Regions from separate parts of the Columba livia genome. Here region 2 is linked to region 1. The links are chromatin contacts, called in public Hi-C maps. All regions are on one chromosome and are shown on one strand. Each heading gives the region's core, a stretch centred on a gene start, on an enhancer-like site or on the middle of the called end of the contact. The rest is flanking DNA. Distances are from core to core; before and after follow the strand shown. Region 1 holds the start of EXOC3L4 (exocyst complex component 3 like 4). Region 2 has its middle 20 kb from the start of LBHD2.

What was found. A called contact is a pair of places that touch in the nucleus more often than the background predicts.
Region 2: a contact with region 1 is called in a Hi-C map of liver, with 2.6 times the contacts expected there. The contact joins the enhancer-like site here to the promoter of EXOC3L4 in region 1. A contact is called at or near these places in 2 of 2 Hi-C or Micro-C datasets (crop and liver).

Annotation. Positions count from the first base shown.
Region 1 is chr5:11,532,629-11,537,062 of bColLiv1.pat.W.v2, forward strand. EXOC3L4 (exocyst complex component 3 like 4) reads right to left here and starts at 1,687. Exons shown (of 11, transcript XM_013368217.3): 1 at 1,500-1,687.
Region 2 is chr5:11,637,018-11,641,113 of bColLiv1.pat.W.v2, forward strand. No RefSeq gene overlaps it. Among named protein-coding and RNA genes, the nearest start is that of LBHD2, 20 kb to the left of the region's middle. Within about 2 kb of position 2,669, at least 1 of the 3 cell types and tissues checked has an H3K27ac peak away from gene starts, as active enhancers do.

The sequences.
Region 1 (4,434 bases), core at 437-2,936:
TCTCCAAAGTCACTCCCGGACTGAAACTCTGGCCCATCCCTTCCCTGTGTTTAATCCAAGGACAGAGCAAGTTGTTCTAGCATGTAGCTACTGACACAATCTCTCTACCCACAGACACCAGGTGCTGGCCTGCTTTTAGCTTTGGAAGGCTCTACTGAACTCCATAAATCAGGCAAGTGGCAGCTATTTCTCCATCACCAAGGAACTACTAAACATCAGAGATGCTGAAATCTCTGTAAACTTACCATTTCGCTTGGTAACAACGTATGTTTTTACTTCCCATTTTTCTAGATAGATTTCCAGCCTTGTCAGAATGATACCTCTTCCTGAGTCTCACTGGGTTGTTGTCGCTTTCTGATGCGGATATGACAACTTCGGGTCATGCTGCTGCTTCGGCCCTGCTCAAGCCCTAACCTGCCACTGCTGGGAGGTGGCCTGGGGGTCAGCGGTCCCCAGCGTGTGGCTGACCTAGCCCCTTCTGCTCTAGCCCCTTCCATCCAAACCCATAGCAATCTCCTCACTCCAAATCATCATGGTTACAGCACAAGAAGCTGTAGGATGCTATAAAGGTTCTAATCGCTCATCCTGCCTCAGAGCTCGGCTCTCCGGCATGCTGAGAATAGGTATCTCGAGGGCCTAGCAAGCCCCTGTGTGAGCTGCAGGGGAAGCTGCAGGAGATTTCAGATTTCAACAGAAGTGCTCCTCTAAGTGCTCCTGCACTTGATCAGCTCCTGCCCTGCTACAGAGAGACTAGCTCCACTCTGCCTGCCCCGATGGCTGGCCTGGGTGCTTGTGAAGGGGGCAGAGGGAGAGGTTTTGCCTTCCTTTCTCTCCCTTGCAGAGGACTTTCACCACATCCGTTATTGTGGCCTGCTCATGGGGATGATGTTTGTTGCAGAGGATGGAAAATGCTGCATTTCCCCATGGCAGGCTCAAAGCAGCTCAGCAATCAGCTTAAATCATTAGAAACAGCTATTGTCTGAGGTCACCCAGGAAATGCCTGTCTCAGGCCCATCCCAGTCACAGGAGCCAGAGACTGAAATATGATTGCTGGGAATGGGCACATTGGAACTCTGGAAATACATCTCAGCCTTCCCTGATCTGAGTTTGGCCAGATTTTCATTCTCTTGTGCATAATTATTTCACAGGCTGTAAACAGCAGGGACTGTGCCTTCCCTTGGGTTTGCTGAGCTGCTGGCACAGTGGGGCTCAGACCCTGCATCACGCCTCTCAGAGAGATATTCAATCATTCCTTGCCTTGCCCAGGAGCTCACCCCATCACAGCCATACAGAGAGTTGAAGGAATAGGAGGGCACCCCATTTTCCAGAGATTTCAGTAGGAAGGGGCTTGAGTCCCTATCTCACACCAGCATCTGGGCTCTGTGGCAGGAGCAGAGGAGCAGCAGCAATTGAAGGGGTGAGCAGTGTGGTGGAGGGGGACAGGGTAGGAGAACCATAAGATATGAGCCCATGGTCAAGGAAAGGGAAGAGACACTGACCGGATCAATCTTCTCTGCCACCTCAGCTGGCTGGAGCACTGTTCTGAACGCCCGCGCTGCTCGAGAGGCTCCCTCTGGGCATGGCACTGCTCTCCAGACTCCTCTGCCCTCTGGAAAAGGGTGGTCAAAGTAGAAAAAAGAGACGTGTCCCCACCTGCCCAAGACCTTGGGCAGCTTTGCCTGTTTGCTCTCCAGGAGAGATTCCAGCACTGTTTCACTTTCAGTATGCTGGGGCATTTAAAAGAAGAGAAGGGGGAGGAGAAATGCTGCACAAGCTGTGGTTATTCAAGGTTAATTATTTACCCTAGAGATGAAGATGGAGGTGAGACCAGGAGCTCCACAATGGGGTGAGTTGCTGGGCTGACCTGACCCAGGACAGTGAGGGGGAGGAAGATTTTGGCACCTGGTCCTGCTCTGGTGGGGCAAAGCCCCATGGTGTCTGGGTTGTGGGGATTCAAAAGTAGCCTCAGAGCTGCTGCATGGGAATGGCTGCATTTCACCCCGTTCTGCCCCATTTCTGGAGGTCACAGCTGGCTCAGTCTCAGTAATGATTGACAGGCATGGGTGAGTGATGGGGACGGCTGTATCCTGCATTTATACATTTATATATTCACCTCAGCACTCCTTACTTTGCCCTGGAGGTACTAATTTCCATGGAGACACTAGCCCTGGATCCTTCCGTTCCAAGAGCATTTGAGTACATCAGAGGCAATTTAAAGCAAAGGAGCAAAAATATGCAAGAGTCTGGAAGGTTTATACTGCATTAAACACAGTCACTTGGCTTCTCGTTGAGTGGTATAAGTGATTTAACCCTGGGGAGCTTGCCAGGCTGTCTGCCTGGGCAAAGCAGGCAGTCCCAGGTGGCTGAGACCCTGGTGTAAAGCAAGAGGGGTAAATCAGGAGTTGATACTGTGCACTTCTTTGCTTTAGGAAACTGGAAGCACATCACCTGCCAGTGTGACAGGGGAGATCAAGGGGTTCAGTGAGGGACTGATGGAATAAAGTCCTGTGGCATTTGGACTTGGTGCTGCTCAGAGAACAGAGGGGTTCGTAAATTCCCTACAGCTGGAAGAGGCTGTGCATCCTGGTGATGGAAAGTATGTGGGCTGGGAATAATGATGATAAACTAAACAGGGAAGAGCAGTAGCAGACTGATGGCACTGGGCGAAGAGCATCACTTTGGGATGCCCCATGGTCTGGGGGGAGTCCTGCCTGAAGCCTCCCACACACCAGTGCTGAGCTTTTCATGCTTGCACTTTTCAAAGCCATGTTTAAGCCAGAGACTGCCCTGCCATGCTGGGGAAAATTGCAACAGGTAACACTTCCGCTGCTCTGGCAGGGTGACAAAGGGACAAAGGGAGAGAGTTGTTTACTCAGCCACATGCTGAGGTATGGAAAGCCCCTTTGGACACAAAGTCCAGCTAAACCTCTTTCCATCCTGAATGGTAGTTGCCTCCTCTGCCAGGCATTTACAGGGTGTCGGTTTGTACAGGCTGGCTTGCTAAGGCTGGGGTGCAGCCAGAATAGGCAGCAGGTCCGACACGGATGGGACCTGATCTGCACCTCCCTGGGAGCTGTCAGCTATCCCAAAACTCAGCTATCACCAGGGCCTGCTTGGACGCTAATAAACACAACCCCGGGGGAGCCCTGCACTCCAGTTTAGGTCACCTCTCTCCCCACAGCTCTCTCCAGTTTTCTCTCCTAGCACCAGCTCTCAAGGAGCATGCTTGCTCCTGAAAATGCCACTAGGGCAATCCTGATTCCAGGAATCTGGACTCAGAATATCATTACTATGTTGTGCAGTTGTTTGCAGTTTTCCTTCAATTTTGCTAGAAGTTCATAATTCCCAACCTAGCTGTGAGTGTTAATTTTCTTTAAAAAGGAAACCTAAGGGTCTCCTCACTCCAGGAGGGGGCTTCCAAGAAAATAAAACACTGGTTGTGGCAAAGTTCAATAAACTGGTGAAGCTGGGTGCTCCTATAATACATCTACTTCCTACTTCCTACTCTCCAGCCCCTGCAAAGAAAAGTCTTCAAGAAGTCCTGGTCGCTCACATGCCACCACTAACAGCCCTGCATATGGGTGTGTGTTTTCCCAGCAACACCACAATGAAGCTGGTGAGTGTTCAGAGAACTTTGCACTAAGAAGCTAGTGGTCCTTAGTGCTGTGAGAACCACGTGGACACTACCCTGGCCCCAGTGAGCCATAGGGCACCCAAGCCAGCCCTGTCAGACACCACAGGCCCATGATGCTCCTCCATCCCTCCCAGCCAGCAGGAAGGCACAACCTTCTCATTCTAAATTCACAACCGTGCTCTTAGTTTGAAGTCGATGAGCAAACTGGAGATAAAAGCCAATCCCTGCAGTAGGTGGCCTCCAACTGTTTTTGCCCAGCAGTGTTTTGGATTGTCTCCTGCTCAGCCTTTGCTAATCCACCCACTGATGCAACGACAGCCACACAGCATCCTGGCTGCGCCCTATGGTTGTTCATGTGGTGCTCTGTATGGTCGCTCAGCCCTGCCATCAATGGGAACGCTTGTTCCTGAAAAGATCTGGCCATCTGGAGGAAGCATCGTGAATTTACCTTCCAACCAGCAGCACCAGCTTAACTGTCTTTTGGGTCTCTGGGCACAATCATGAGAACAGATTAGTCATTGTCTGGGGGTTTGAACACCGATGTTTTCAGCCTCAGCTGGCAGCAGGCTGGTGGACCAGGCTAAGCTTGGACCTTCCCACCAGGACAATTCAACCAGGGAGAAGAAAACATAAAAGGAGGCAAAAATGGATTGAGAAATCACAAGTAAGAAAGAACGTAGTAAATCCAGGTGAAAGCACCTATGCCTCAGAGCTGTGGTCAGGCACACTTGTGGCAAGTGGCTGCTGCAATCCAGTAGTAAAATTTTGCAAGCTACATTCAATGAGAAATTTGCAGCCTG
Region 2 (4,096 bases), core at 1,419-3,918, 110 kb after region 1:
TGTAAAAGGATGAGATATTATACAAAACAGAAAAAAATCTCACAGCAAGGGTGGTTAGATGCACACCTACAGAGGCTGTGCAATCTCCATTCTTAGAGATTTTCAAAGCTCAACAGGGAAAGGCCCTAAGTAATCTAGTAATCTGGTTTAATCTTGAAGTTAGTCTTGCTTTGAATGAGAGGTTGGAACAAATTATGTTTGGCAGTCCCTTCCAACCTAAATTGCTCCATGATTCTCTAACTCTGTGATCTGAAATGACCTCAGGGTAATATTTTTAAGTTGCAGGATGTTCGCTTGCTATACTGGAAATGCAAGCACTGCAGTACTTGGACTTGGAAGGCTGGAAGGGAGCTCAGAAGAAAACGCAGGCCATCTGCCAGCTCAGCAAAACCTGAGCCATTCCTAGAGTGACGCTGTCAACCAAAATGAAACTCCCCCAGCTTGCTCCCTGGCTGGGGTAGTTTATGCATCTGTGGTCCTGTTGTGACTGTGAGAGATTTTACCAGCGAGCAATTCCACTGGGCAATGCATCTCCACTTGCAAAGGAGCAAAAGAGCATCTCTACTTCTTGCAAGCAGTCAGATATTTTTACTTCATATCCCATCCTGAGAAAAGTTTTAGTGCTGGGTTTGGGTAGCATTGTGCTGATGGAGGAGCAGAAACATTATGTATGCTCAAGATCTTTTTGCAGACTTCACCCTGACAGCCTCAGGGGATGGTGTGTGGCCATAATGCATTTAAATCAGCCTGCTGGATAAGTAAGCCCCAGGTCATGGACCCTGTAGCCCTGACTCAGGGCAAGAGATAGGAAACAAAAAAAAAAAAAAAAAGGAAAATAAACCTGAAAAATCAAAGCAAAAAAAACCCCAACAAAACAAACCCCATGACACAGGCCTCAATGGCAACATTCAATTTCAAGCTAGTCATGCTTTACATGTCAAGGCATGGTCAGATTCCCTTACCTTCCATCTGTCAGTCATCCAGAACTGAATACCACAAACAAATCACATTTGATCATTATTTCCTCAGTAGTACCTTGAGGCTTCACTACAGGACAAGAACTAGACAGAGCTGGATATTATGTGCACAAAATACACCCTCCTCTCACCCATAATCACAGTGAAACTTCCAGTCTATTCTCCCCCTTGACCCACATTTTTGTAGCAGGTGCTTTTAAACGAAGGAAGGAAAATGAGAAGCAGCTGTTTGATGGCTACAGAAGGGCCTGGGATGGCAGCAGCAGCCCCAGCTGAGAAGGATTAATAGGCAGTGTGCACATGAGGAGGTCAGAGGTGGCAAATAAATGCAGTTTATCAGAGAGTCATGGAAATAAAGGAGTGAATCACGTTGCTCTTATCACCATAGATGAGGTATAAATAGAGTTAATCAGCACTGAATGAAAGCATATTAACTCAAGGAGAATTATTCATGCACTGCAGGTGTTTTCCCAGTCCCTGTCCATAGAAGTAATGAGTGAGAGCAGTAATTGGTGTCCAGCCCATCTCTAGCCAGCAGCTATTGCCCCTTCTGGACTGAATTAATCTTCCAAATTGCTATGCTGCTTTACAACACATATTTCAACATAATGATCTTTTACTTATTATTATTTTTGGTAGCTAGTGAGTTATCGAGATTGATAGCATCCTTTGCAAGAGAAATAAAGAACTCGAGGGGAACTGATAATTCATTGAACTTTTGAACTACCTCCAAGTCACCTCTCTGGGAATTGAAAATTATGATGTATTATTTATCCAGCACTGGCTGTGCCTCTCGCAGTGTGGTAGGAAGCTTCAGGAGAGTAATAACAACATGGGCCCTGTATGCTTTCCCAAACACTCGCTGGGGAGAGCCTGCTAGTAATTTGCCTTTCATTAAGGGCTATATTTTCCCTTTGGTGCCATTTTTTAAAACAGCGATTTCTATGTGTCAGGTTACCCGTGCAGCCTCGAGAGTTTCTTTCACTCTGTTGAGCAGAGCTGCAGCCTCCCTGCTACTTTCGTGGCCCTCACAGGGACGTGCACAGGTCCTGATGACCCCCTGTTCTCTGGGCCTGAGACCACATCTCCCACAGCCATCAGTAACACAGGGACAGATGCCCAAATAAGTGAATTGTAGCTCCTCGGGGTCCAGTTCTCTCTCTGAAAGGTGTTGTGGTGTGGATTCAGCAAAGTGCTCAAACGAAGGTTTAACACAAGCATGTGCTCGCCTTCCTTATTAGCTTTGAGCTCAAGGGATCATCCCTGGGCAAGTCCAAACCCCGTTTAGTTCCCAGCAAAATGAAAACGTGAAGACTTCAGTGGGTGCTGAGAAAGCACTTCTTGCCTTTACCAGCAATGCTGAGTTTTCTCACACTGAGCTCCTCATCCTCCATTCATCAGGGGGAAGATGCTCAAGGGCTGCGTATGGGACCATACCCAACCCATTGGCCCCTGCACTGGGAATAGGGCCATGGCAGTGGGGCTGAGACAGCGCTGTTGAGACAGGTTTCTCTGAAGACCTGAAGCAGTGCAGCAGGAGGAAGAAGGACAAGCAGGAGAAGCGTCCACCTTGCCACTTGCATCAAGTTTAGCCTTTGACAGAAAAGACTACATGCTAAATTTACTCCATGGGTATTCAGAGGGATGTCAACGAGCCTGCCTGCAGCTTTTATCTCAATTATGTGTACGTATGTTATTAACCCTTTGGGGGCCAACCCCCAGCTGCGCAGGCCGTGCATGGCGCGATGTGCGTGGGGCCGGCGGGGCGGGCGCTGGCCCTGGTCGCTCCCGCGGACCCGCAGTCGGACCCGCAGCTGCCGGGCGGGGGCCGGGGGCTCCGAGGGCCGCGGCAGCAGCCACCTTTCCTTTACTCCTGGCTCCCTCTCGTGGGCCTCCCCAAAAAGCGCAACTTCGGCGGCCTCGCAGCGCCTGCACGGCGGCCGCGCCGGGGATCCCCCCGCTCCGGGGACCCCCCGCCCCGGGCAGCCCTCTCCGTCTCTTAGCCGTCATTCAGCCCGCGGAGTGGGTAGGAAACGAAACTGCCGTTTGGGCCGTGGTACTCGGCCAGGCACATCGTTCTCCTTGTAAGGTAAAAATTTGAGTTTTCCAGGGTGTGTCCAGCTGCACAGCTATGCTAATGACTTCAGTTGTGGGGAGTTGGCCATTTAATGCTAGTACATTCATGCCTTACCACCAGTTTTAGGGACAGATGTGCTTTCTCGCAAGCAAAAAGACCATCCATAGTTGTTACTCCTCTTTCCTCTCCTTTTCCTGCACTCCCACAAGCTAAAGCCTGTAGTAGCTGCATCCCTGTCAGTATCATTGCGTTTTCCTCCCCTGCTGCTTCCCTCTGTCTCATGGGGTTGGGCCTGCCTGTCTCTGTAGCATCCTCCATCTACCCACAACCTATCTTAAATCTTCACCTAAGTCTTCAGCTTACAGTACTTTCAGAGAGCTGTTGCCTTCCTCCTTGTTCCCAGTCTGTCTGCCAGCTCCTCTGCCCCCTCTCGACACACTTCACCCTGCATCTCACCTCCTTCATTAACCATGGTCCTGCGCCTGTTTGGCAGCCCTTTCACCCCTCTTCCTTCTCTCTCAGTATCTCCCACACTGTTGGCAAGGCACTGTCAGGACTGCTATCCGCTTCTGTCACCTGACCCCTTCCTTTCATCCCTGTGACCCTAAATCACCTGCAGGTGTGCTTATCCTCCTTCACTCCTTCCTTTTATTCTTTCCCCTCTTACATTCTCATGTTTTGGTCCCAGCTGTATCTCTTGTTCCATCTGTAACTCATTCTGAGATGCAAATGAAGAGTGACAAGCCACGTTACTGAAAGCTGCACCAGGGGACACAGAGCTGACATGAGGCTCAGGATGTGTCTGCAGCTGCGGAGCTGTGAATTAGGGTCTGCTGCTTTGCTGCAAGAACCAGGGTAGGTAACTGAGCCTTCCTGTGCCTGCCTTTCCCTCCATCTGTCCTCTGTATTTCAAGCCTAAGCTACTGATTGCAGGACAATTCCTTATTCTCTTGCGGGAAGGTGTCGGATTCAAAGAGGTTCTATTTTCTGTGTGAATCTAAGGCCTGATAACCATGCAAATAGTAATAGCAGTGTATAGAGC